Regions from separate parts of the Mus musculus genome. Here region 2 is linked to region 1. The links are chromatin contacts, called in public Hi-C maps. All regions are on one chromosome and are shown on one strand. The core of a region is the stretch at or near the end of the contact, and the rest is flanking DNA. Distances in the headings are between cores, read along the strand shown. Region 1 holds the start of Lrrn3 (leucine rich repeat protein 3, neuronal). Region 2 overlaps Immp2l (IMP2 inner mitochondrial membrane peptidase-like (S. cerevisiae)).

The links. A called contact is a pair of places that touch in the nucleus more often than the background predicts.
Region 2: a Hi-C map of the N1E-115 cell line shows a contact between it and region 1, with 4 times the contacts expected there. The contact joins the enhancer-like site here to the promoter of Lrrn3 in region 1. A contact is called at or near these places in 2 of 39 promoter capture datasets (embryonic stem cells and stem cell-derived epiblast-like cells), 6 of 484 Hi-C or Micro-C datasets (the G1E-ER4 cell line, the N1E-115 cell line, embryonic stem cells and 1 more) and 1 of 115 datasets of contacts at active chromatin or transcription factors (forebrain).

What each region holds. Positions count from the first base shown.
Region 1 is chr12:41,482,897-41,488,970 of GRCm38.p6, reverse strand. It overlaps Lrrn3 (leucine rich repeat protein 3, neuronal), which reads left to right and starts at 2,914. Exons shown (of 2, transcript NM_010733.3): 1 at 2,914-3,400. The region is part of intron 4 of Immp2l (IMP2 inner mitochondrial membrane peptidase-like (S. cerevisiae)); the gene reads right to left.
Region 2 is chr12:41,628,271-41,634,344 of GRCm38.p6, reverse strand. It overlaps Immp2l (IMP2 inner mitochondrial membrane peptidase-like (S. cerevisiae)), which reads right to left. Exons shown (of 7, transcript NM_053122.4): 5 at 5,516-5,581. Among named protein-coding and RNA genes, the nearest start is that of Gm40412, 24 kb to the right of the region's middle. Within about 2 kb of position 3,449, at least 2 of the 459 cell types and tissues checked have an H3K27ac peak or open chromatin away from gene starts, as enhancers often do. A contact at or near this core is called in the N1E-115 cell line, where this site is marked.

The DNA.
Region 1 (6,074 bases), core at 1,665-4,164:
ATGTCTTATGATTTTCTACAATAATGGTTCTCAACCTTCCCAATGCTGGGGGACTTGAAGTGCTTCCTTTTTGTTGCTACGTCATAAATGTAACTTTGCTACTGTTATGAATTATAATGTAAATATCTAATATGCAGGATATTGAACATGGGACCCCTATGAAAGGGTCATTTAACTATCAAAGGAGTCATAATCTACAAGTTGAGATCAATTTTTATAGGCCATTCCTATTCCATACTGTGTCTGTTTTCTGATGACCACAAGCAATTTTAGGACATGTAATGCTCTTAAATCTTTGCATCCCTCAGCGGGATATCCTCATATGGTGCTTCGAGGGGACACCTAATAATACTGCATTGAATGACTGTCTTCCCCGGTAAGTTAAGGAATCCCCAAATATACTTCGATTCCAGCTGCTGATAATTTTAGCAGGAGGAAACCTACAGCCAGAGAGAGTTCTCATCTTCTTCATTCATAGCCAGAGTAATTCTCTCCCTTCTAATAAAAACTCATTTCTAATACCCCATGATATTACACTTAAACACAAGTACGATATACTTTTGATCTATCATGTACCTATATTCAAAGAGCACTCACATTTCTTACATTTGAAAATACAGCAAACATTCATTTGGTAAAAACAGTTTTCTAGGAAATTATTATTATATAAGGCAGTTTTTGAAATAGTATTCAATCCTAATTAATTATAAAAACATTTTCATGAACTTATAAATATGTTTGGATTTAAGTACTACCTGTGATTATTAATTTTATTTTTTAATGTTTATTTTTTATTTTCTGTCATTACAGATAGTTGTGAACTGCCAGGAATTGAACCCAGGTCCTCTGGAAGAGCAGTCAGTGCTCTTAACCAGTTGAGCCATCTCTCTAGGCCCCTACTAGTTTTATTTTTAAAAGTTATTTTTAACATGTTCGAGCCTCACAACTTATCTTCATTATGAGAGCACATTGTAATCAATACATTATAATAATCAACAGATTACTAGATTTGTTGATTATATAATTAATAACAATCGAAATAAAGTGCTTAAGGAGTTGGTACAATATAAAAGGAATTTTTTTCAAATAGTTGTTACAATTATAGCACAATTCTCCATGTATATACTCTAAAAATATTCAAATTGAGTGGAAAAATTCAGTACGTTTCAAGTGAAGAAAGTAAAATTAGGCTATTAAGTTATATGCGATGCACTCCAATGTAACAGCCCAACACTCATCCTCCTCCCATACCTGTGAGTGGACACTCAAGTACCTGTAAGTGTCTGGTGAGAGGATAACACTCAGAATTGGATGCCATTTGGCCAATGAAGAAGCCACTTTGGTTTAGCATTCATGCTTATCAAAAAGATTAGAGTTTATCAATTATATATTAAAATAAAAATATTCTGAGGAACACCTACCATACCAGCATTCAAATTGCCTAGGCAGAAGATAAAGGCCCTGACTCCGTCAACAAATTGATCAATACAACGAATAACTAAAGCATTGGTAGATTTTGTTTGTTTGCTTTTGTAAAGAAAACTGTAACATGAAAGCGTTTGGTGGTCAAAAGACAATGTTAGTGAGGCTAAGCTTCCAGGCATACGGTCATGGCGCAGAACACCGGTTTAAGTCACTTCAACGACACCTTAAGAAACAATTAGTGCTAATGCTTTTGCTTTTTGTTGTTATTCCCCCCTCCCCCAGTAAATCTAATAAATGCCATTTCCTTTTCCTCCACTAGAGGGCAGTCTATCAAAGCAAGGGGAGACTCAGATAAGGCAGCTTTGGACCTGTTGAAAATTGTTCCCATGTTCCACTCCTCTCAGGAGGTCTCTCTAGTATACTGTCTGGAAAGCATGCCCTTATATTCTTCTATTTGTCATGGTTGTTCTGGAGCTGAACACATGACCACGCTGGCATGATTTCTAGTCTAAATATTCCAAATGTTTTACATATAATTCCTATTGAAAACATTTTCCTAGTTAAGTAGCCATTCAGAGTTGATAGCCGTAAGTGCAAAAAGAGATAATTTAACTGTTCAGTCTATTGTAGAGGAAAGGATCCCTGAGTTATTACTAATAAATCATACATCTAAAACGCATACACAGGCGCACACACACACATACATGTACATCTGGATGCAGGCACAAGCAATGCCACATACAACACATGTCCGATGTGTGGCATCAGATTTGTTATACCATGTATAGATAAGTAGTTATAATTGGAAAAGTTTATTTTGTATATGCTTCTCCTTACATACCATTGTTGTGAGTATTGGAGAAGCAAATATTTGTTGTAATTTTAAGAAATGTCATTGTAAAACCTAAACAAATACGCAAACAAAAAATAAACCCACACACAAAGTACCAACAAGAAAAATGGAAAGAAGGAATGGAGGGAGGGAGGGAGGGAGGGAGAGAGAGAGAGAGAGAGAGAGGGAGAGAGAGAGGGAGAGAGAGAGAGAGTGAAAGAGAGAGAGAGGCTATTAGCTGCATGCACATAGGCTGATTTAAGTAGGATCTGTAGGGAAACAAACAAGGGGCAGGAGAGCTGCAGGCTGCAGGCTGAAATGTAAAGCCACTGCTGAACTTCACAGACAGGGAGGCAGAGTCACTATCAAGTATTTTTAATATTCAGGAAATCCTTGTTCATAAGTGTTTCCTGTCTTATCTCAGAGGAAATGAAAAACAGAAAAACAAAACAAACAAAAACCCCACCGTTTCTCCAAATGACTGATCACATTCCAAATGGGAGAACTTGTTGAAAAGCGCTGCACATTGCTCCAAAAGGAAAAGAAAAAACAGGAAAGAAAATGATTCCAAGGAAAAATATGCAAGCCTGTTTCATTTATTTGTACCCTAAGCAGCACTGTCATAGGACAGACAGGCTGCTTCAGCCAACCAGGCTGGAGCAGCTGCGAGTGCTACATCTTGGCAGTCTGAAGCGATTGGCTCCTCTCTGGGGAGTGGAGGGTGTTCAGTTATTAATGACCGCTGAGCAGGCAGCACCGTGTCAGTGTGACAACTGATCTGGTGAACGATGCACCACTAACCACCATGGAAACGAGGAGAAATAACGCCAGCTAGCAGGATCTCTCTTCACGGGATTGAGAGGCTCAGCCTGCTGCTGCCGGAGAGAGTTCCAGTCAAAAGAAGGAATCCTAGCTGCAGGCTCCTGCCTTCCTTTATATTTTAGAAAAAGAGAGAGAGAGAAAGAGAGACACCATTGCTTGCATGTGTGCATATCTATAGTATGTAATTGTGTGTACTTTATTACACATACATATGCACCTATTTATACTGGGGCAAGAAGACAGCCATGTGATTATTTCAGCCAAGGAACTGAGCAAGCAGGGGCACCGGAGGAGGGCTATCCCTGCATCTGCTAAGGCAAGGTAAGTTTAAAATATACCTATCTGTTTAAATGTTCCCTATTTCGTGTTTTTGTTGGTGCCGGAGTTTTTACACATCAGTTCTCCTTTGATGTTTTCCCCTTGTCTGAATTCTAAGGGCATTTTTCTTTGCATTTCACTTTTGAGTGAACATGCAAACCCCGCCGGCTCTGTGTGTGCCTAGCTGCGTTCGTGGGATTCTCAAGCAGGCATTTTACTAGCTTGAATGCCCATCAGAGGATGTGAGTGGGAGAGAAAAGCAGTGCCGGGGGAGGAGAGAGAGAGGAGGGAGAGAGAAGAGACGGGGACTGAGGCAGAGAAAAGAGAACAGAAGGACCAAGAGAGAAGCAGGGAGAGAGAGGGGAAGGAGACAGAGAGGCTGGCAGAGGAGGCAGCGGGAGAGAGGGGAGAAGGAGAGAGAAACAGAGGGAGATGGAAAAATCAGGGTCCTTTGCCCCCACAGCTCTTGTAACGAAAAGCAGATCACTCATATTTCTCTGTTCTGAAGCCAATGAGGCGTTGTCCCCCCACCCCCCAGCCCGCCCCAAGGGATGAAGATTTAAGGGGGATGCTGTAGTGTGTCAGGAGTGAAGGGCACCAGGCAGAGTAGCAGAATGAGCATATCACAAACCGGTATTGAATTTCTGCCAGGCTACATCTTCCCGATTGTGGTAAATGACTTCCCTTTAATAACATCCCATCCCCTCACTGCTCTGAGGGGACAGTGCAAGCGTCTGATTGCTAATGCAGCCCAGGAAGCTACCATGCTAGGGAAACCAGGAGATGAACCAGGAGAGCTCTAGTCACCTTTGGTAATTGAACAGCATCGCGGTAGTATGGCTTCAAAGTACATTTCCTATTTATGAAGACTGTTTGCTCTCACTGAGCCGGGTGGCTTAACTCGGCTTTAATTTATTCATTTTTAACAATATGTCCTTGTTTCTGTGCCTCTAATCTTAGTGAAAGCAGGCTATGATCACGAGTGAGAATCTTCCTAGTTTAGCGAAAAGGAGACCAGTGTGATAGATAGAAAAATAAGTACAAATTTAAAATACTTATCAGGAAAAGAGTGTGCCCTGGTACGACAAATATTACTTGTGCACTGAGTTCCTCATCCTTGGTTCCAGAAGCAACGCCTTTGAGACAGAATTACTGTCAGTCAACTCAGAGCGTCCATGGAGTGATGATTCATGGAATACTCTGTGGACCGATTTTTACTTCCAATCTTGTAAGAGGAAGCCAGCTACTTAGAATATGCTCTCAAAGCGACACCACCAATTGAGGGTGGCTGTGGAAATCTTCACTGCCCTGCTAATGGGTCCTGTGGAGACATTAAAACAAACCCAGGGTTCATATTTCATCTGCTGGAGCTTTCTCCTCTCTTCTCTTAGTTCAACTCACAGTTATCGGAGTCTGCTTTGAAAGTGGGTGCTATTCTTTTCCCAAACTGTGATTTCAGACTTACTAGGTTCCTAGCCTATGACAGATGGCAGAACAGAAAGACAATAAGCAGCCACTTAGATCCTGCCACCTTCCCATCAATGTGTCAAAAAAATGAGTCGGTTTACAATATGTAACGTAAGGAGTCAATTAATTCCAGCGACCTCTGTAAACGACGACAATAAAGCAGTCTGACACTCTGCCGCTGCCTTCGATTTTCCCTCTGTGAAATGAACAAGTTTCAGGAAAGGGTTCCTGCTCGGAGTGAAAAATGAAAGGGGCTGAAGCATTAGCTAGCAATATTGGCAGCCTGGCTCGCGCTGCCTCCAACGCCACATGCAATCTATACAAAAACCACAATGATTTATTACTGGGAGGAAAGCTGTTGCATTTGCTTTTCTCCTATTCATTAGAACTGCTGCTGTTGAAACAGATTGGATCCGTTATTTTGAGGTAGCACCTAACTTCCTGAGCGAGCGAGAGGGAGGGCGGGCAGTAGAAGCTCGGCTCCTCGGCTCCAACGCCTGTAATGTAGCACTGCAGTGTGGATGTCAGCTTTTGCCCAGACCCTTTTCCTGGGAAAGTTTTCATACCAAAGACAAGCACATATATCCTTAAATCTTACCCAGCCTAATTTTAAATTACAACCAATAACAGTTAAGAACAGCGGACTCCCTCTTCAATCTTAAGATGTCCTTATACATATTCTGTGTATCAGCGGTACCCATTTGGATCTGAAAATTACTGGCACTCCAGGCCCTGGGTGGTGTCCGGATGTATCAGTGAGTTTGGTGATATGGTAACCCACCCGTGCTGGTGATGGGCACACAGGCATGTCCAGGAGATATGACCACCCATGCTCTCAGCAGTTATGAAACAGAATTGGAAATGATAGCTCTATAGCAAGCCGCAAAGGGCCATCTTTCCAGGATGCTGCTTGTCACAGGCAGAGTGCTAAGTTAGAATGCTGGTGAGTAGGTGGACTTTTTCTTTGATGGCTGCAGTTGTTGCTGCTGTTAATGGTTTAATAAAGTGTATCACCTGCTTTCTAGGGCAGCAGTTTAGGGATGATGAAAAGGTAATCAATTTACAAAACACTAATGTACTTACTGATGTTTTGTTCCTATTTTTACATTTCCTGCTTCTGCCCCAAATCGGATTGAAGTTGCAATTTTCCCTTACTCTTATGTTTTCCTCTCTCTGGTGTAAAATTACTGTTGAACATAACATTGGTGCT
Region 2 (6,074 bases), core at 2,200-4,699, 140 kb before region 1:
CTAAAATAGAGGGCATGTTACAAGGCCTCACTGCTGATTGTCTAGGAAAGATCTGCGAAATAGACACACAGCACACAGCTGTCCCTACATGCAGAGTTGATGCTTCAGACATTTGAATTGTGGCTGACTTGTGTCAATGTGCTCTAATTCAGTGGGAGAATTTTTCTTTAGTTTATGCTTTTCTAAAACAGAGTTTCTGTGTGAGTCATAAAGAATTAATATGAAAAAGCAAATAGCTATGGTGGAACTAATAAGTATGTCAAAATGTTAATTTCATTAGCTTCTCACTGTTACTGTCATAGATAAGCATACACAGTGGGGTCAACACTATGAAACTAAGAGCTTCAGAGAATCAAAAAAAAAAAAAGTCACCTTGTGATTTTAACCAATGTTGACATTAAGATACAATATCCAGGCCCCTCAAAGTCTCCTCATTTCCAATCTTAGGTATTGGCTGAACTCGCTGAACAAAAACTTCTAACTCCATATTTTACTTTGTCAATATAAATCATAATCAGTGGATTATAAATAATGTGACTGCTTTTATCTGGGTCACTGGAAATAAATCAAAGTAGTCACCATGCATGCCATAAACAAAGGCCCTTAACTATTCTCATGCGAAGCTTGACTGCGCTTCAAGAGAGAATAATCTGAGTAGTTTTCAGAGTCACACTGTTGGTGGTTAATCTTTTTTCAGAGTAAACAGCAATCCTTTAAAGATATTGCCTGGCTATCTATGAAAATAAAACTGAAGTCCTTGCCTGGACCCACAAAGCTCTGGAAACCTGTAAAAGGGTTACCTCTAAAAATACCTCAACTTTCTTTGTTGTGTGTGCTGGCGTCTTGCAAGACCTTGAACTCTCACCTAATTTGTTTCCTCCTCAGGTTTGCATTGGTGAGTTCTTTGGTTTGATTATCTTTCATTTGCCCATGATGATTCACTGTCTCCTTCTTTTAATTTCCAAAACTTAGAGAAATTTGCAGTGAATCCCTTACCTAAAATCCACCTCTTTTTACTAACACCTCTCATATGTTCTTATCTTACCTGTGCATGTTCATGCATGTGCATGTAGACTCGCTCTCCATCCCCAACAACAGGCATGTATGCAAATGAAGGTTAAATGTTTCTTTTGTTCACTATGTCTCTCTAGTACCCATGTCAATGACCATTAAGTCGATGGAATTAAGGTTCACCAAGAGCATCCAATCTCTTACAATGATGCCATTTACAAAATTCATGCTTAAGAAACAAGCATATCAGTTATTTCGCATCATAAACTCAAAAATCATGTTTTCAGAATACAATTCTTTGTATTCTGTCCCACAGGACAGAAGGTGGACATACCTGCTCATGAACTGGTTAAATAACCAGATCATCCAACATTAATTTCAAAGGTTATATTGAAGTGTGTCTAAGCTTTTGAATTTAAAGTCTACTTTATCTGACATTTAAATAGATATCCTGTGCTGTCTCTGACTCTTTTGCCTACTACTGGGACCCTCCTCCTACTGGGTGGCCTAGTCCAGCCTTGATGTGATGGTATGTGCCTGGTCTTATTTGTAGCTTGTTATGCCATGTTTGGTTTATGTCACTGGAAGGGCTGCTCATTTCTAAGGGAGGGAGTGGATCTAGAGGAGAAGGGAAGTGGGGATAGAGACTTGGGGAAGGGAAGGGAAGAAACACTGCAGTCAAGATGTAATATATAGGAGAAGAATTTATATAAAAAATGGAATAAAAAGTGAATGCCTTCTGAGAAGTTAATTCTCAGTAGTATTGAAAAAATGTATAAAAACTTTCTGTATAGTTTTGGGGACTAATTAATTTTGATGTTTGGTGGTTTGAATATTCTTGGTCCATGGTAAATGGCCATACAAGGAAGTGTGGCTTTGTTGGAATAGGTGCGGCTTTGTTGGAGGAAGTATATCGCTGTGTAGGTAGCCTTTGGGGTCTCCAGCTCCACTCAGTATAGAAGAGAGCCTCTGCCTGGCTGCCTACAGAAGATGGTCTCTTTCTTCTGCCTGTGGATCAAGATGCAGAATCCTTGGCTACTCCAGCACCAAGTCTGCCTGCATGCTGCCATGTTTCCTCCCATGATAGACAATGGACTGCAATTTTTAAACTGTAAGCCAGTCCCAATTAAATGTTCTCTTTTCTAAGAGTTGCCTTGGTCATAGTATCTCTTCATAGCAATGAAACTCTAACTAGGGCACTATGTGATTTATTTATATTTATAATATCTTTTAAAATAAAAAAATAAAGCTTTCTGGGAGGGGAGCTAAAAATAAAAACAACCACAATTCTGTACTTTTATAACTAATATTTCCATTTTAGTCTATTTAGTCTGCAAAGATAAGTAGTATTTGTGAGCAAGGATGTTCTTCATAGCCTCTACAATTCAATAAAGCCAAGCTATTTCTGTAATTAAAAACAAAACGTTAAAAAGTTAATCTTCCTTAGGGAGTAGAGTCAAAGCCACTACTAAAGAGAACAGATTACAATGTCATTGAACTGAGACTTGAAAAGGTAGTGCTAAGCTAAGTGACTGCTAATTGCAATGCTCTGTCCTGGGATCCATCTCAGTATCTGTCATTCCACCCAACAAAACCCTTACAGTGGCTTTGTTTTAACTACAGGGTGCTTGCCAGGTCACTTGGCCTCTCTACCTGTGATGCTACACCAGAAAGGCCATCTACCCCAAATCAGCTGATCAGTTGGTTGACCAGCAGTCCATCTAATCCATACACCATAGCTCTGTCCCCTAGAGGGCATACTGAGACTTCCATCACATCATTGAGACATGAGGCACATCAAAAGAAGGCAGCAGGAAGCAATGGGACAAAGGTCAACTGAGAAAAATGGAGGCAATAGACAGAGCAATATGGATACAGGGTACAATGGACAGAATGAAACTAGAAGTCATAGTGTTACTCTCTTGCTATTCTTCAGGGAGCTGATTCTTGGGAACTGTTCCCCTTATTTTATGAGATATCTCCTCAGCAGGAACTCTAAAGAATACATTTTGTACATTTATAAGCGGAGGAAACTTAGCTAATAGAACACTACCTAGATAGAATACTGGGTTAAGTCTTTAACAGTGAACTTGACCTCTGAAAAGTTCGTACCTCCAGGCTGACCTCCGATTCTCTAGTTTTAAGTTAAAAATAGTCCATATATCATGGTATGTATACTAAAACCTAAAGGGGTTTGTTTGTTTATACTCTTTAGAAAATATCAAATTCTTCCCATGAAAGCAAATTCTGGAAAGTCACATTTGGTTTTAGTCTGCCTCCTAGGAAATTCAGTAGTATCCAAGGGAAAACAGGACTGAAAGGGCATGTCACACACCAGAGCCCTGGCTTGTCACAAGGGCACTGCTAGGCTAATGACCCCTGTGACTTACAGGAGCAACTTCCTATAAGCATTTTCAGATATGTAATTACCAGAAAGGGATCACAAACAGAAACAAGGAAGCTCATCAGGAAGTGTTTTCTTATCTCATTGTCTGGCCTTTTAACACCTATCAAGGCTGTTAGAAACCATTGTAGGTGTGTATTCTCTCACTAGTTTAATGTCTGAGAAGCTGAGATAACCAGGTGCTAAGGTTTGAAAAGAATAAAAAAGAAAGAAAAAGTAAGAAATGGGTTCTTCCCCACTGAAAGACATAAAGCAGTAAAGAATGGTTGTTTTTCTAATTAATTAACAAAAGGATTTTTGAAAAAGACTTTAAATTGGAAGGAAATCTTAGCTCTGAGTCCTTCCTCCTTTGTTTCACTCACTGCTCCATGATTGAGGTCTACAAACGGGGATGATAACTGGTGTCTGTTTGCAGTACTTCTTCTGCATGGGCTTCAACAGTATCCAGGAAGAAGGTGACTCCTACCCTGGTTAATCTCCTGCCTCAGCTCTGTCTGCCTCTGCAGTGTGAACCCAGTGTACACTTACAGAGTGAGGAGAGTAAAGCGTCATGTCTGCCCAGAGATCCACTGTAGAGTTTAATCTTGTGCAGACATCTCTAATGTCACATTGCTGACTGGCCAGCTGGTAATTCACAATGAGAAACAGCAAAGTTCCTTTTCAATTGTAATTTTAAAAGAATCCTGGTTCATTAACTGTCTTAATTTTATTTTATTACATGAATAATGTGTGTAATTTGATGAGTGTTTTAGTTTTGTAAGAATAGTTTTATTGACATGTAGTTCTTATAGTATATAAACAACCTCATTAAAATGTGCAACTCCATTTTTACATATCTAACTGTACAACTGTCAGCATGGTACCCTTTAGGATATCTCTATACCTCTTACAAACAAGCAAATAGCCCTGCACCCATTAAGAGTCCTATTCCCCTCTTCCATGCCTGTGGGAATCACTAACCTGTTTTTGGTTTTGTGCATTTCCCTATTCTGGCCATGTTTTTAAATAAAATCACAGTATTTTTCAGTGGTAAATGAGTCAGGAAACATTTTAAATGGTTTTGTAAATGTTTCTAATTCTTGGCTGGTGTAGAGAGAATAGCTGGGGTGCGGTGACTGCTTTTTTTATGCAGTCTATCACAATATCACACCTCTGGAAAGTTCCATCCTGCATGAACAATAGCAAAACAGTAAAATAAAACAAAACAAAAAGACAAATGGCATCCTTTGGTTATGAATAAAGTAGTTTTACTCTCACAGAACTGCAAAGGGGGTCTTGGGTGATCCTGCCAACATCTTTACACTGCTGATCTCAATTCTGCTCTAAAACTGACAGGGGCTCTTTCCATTTCGTTTGTTTTGTTTATATAATCATTAACACAAGTGTTTTTAGGATGGAGTTTTGGGTGGAAACAGAATCAGAAAACATCTTGAATACAATTTTCAAGGCATTTGACTACTATATTGTGTACACCTGGGTACACCTTACTTCAAGCAGGCAATCAGAATGAGATGCATCGTGCACTAATGGCTTTCTTGCCCATTCTCAAATATTGTTTATATCAGCAAGCACGATAAATAAGACTTTACTATCTGTTGCTCAAACTCTTGATTGTTTCAGTGCTGTGTGCAGTTTCAACACTCACTGTGAACCTGGAAATGTGTGTTTCAGTTGCTATCCAGCTTGTCCTGATCTCTACGGTTATAAAGGAGTCCTGTGAGTTTGTGTTGGGGATTCTGAAATAATAAAATGTTCTTGAAAATTTCTAAAATAGATATTGATGTCACAATATTAAAATAATTGTGCTAGCATTAATACCTGAAAGCAGTAATTTAATGGTCAGAGTATGTGGTTAATCTTGGTTTAATTAATAATTATCATAGGTTTTGTAACTTAAGAAGAATGGTGTGCTGAGTGACCTCAGGTAAACCTTCCATCCTGAAACAGTTACTGATGCTCAAAGCAAATAAAGCAAAGCCTAAGGGAAGGGTGCCCAAAGTTCTAGATCGCCAGGCGTATTTTACTTTAATTTCAAATAAGCATTCAAAAGCAAGTTTAAAATCCAGATTTTAAGTTAAGAACAGTAGTCTGGGCACCTACCTTACAATATCTCCTTCAAGAGCGATCACTCTCTTAATGATTTTCTGTTCTGGGTTTTTAGGAGACCTAGGATAAAAAAGAAAATATTATACAATCAGCTATGTTTCTGTTATTCGAAGAAAAGAAGGATAAATTGCTTAAGAAAATCAGCTGTGGTTAAATCACTACAGAATTCTTCACACTCATGGCATGACGCGAACCTTACTTGTGTTTCAAGTGACCTAAGATACTGGTGAGAAAATTATGTTCCATAGTAAAACTTAAAACTGAAAAACACAGAGGGAAGATGAGTAAAGCTGAAATAGTCTGGCAATCCCGGTCCATAGAGATGGACAAAACAATAGTAGGATCCCTCTACCCACAGCAAGTTCCAGGCAAGCCTGGGCTACATGATACCCTATATACAGTAGAACACAAAACAAGGGGATCAACAGCTTAGATATTAAGGGGTAAAAATTATTAGTATGTCGTTATTAAAGAAAATACTTTTAAGAATAGAATTTATATGTAAGGAAGTTAACAGACATTTCTTTAATTGATAAATGTTAGCAGTTATAGC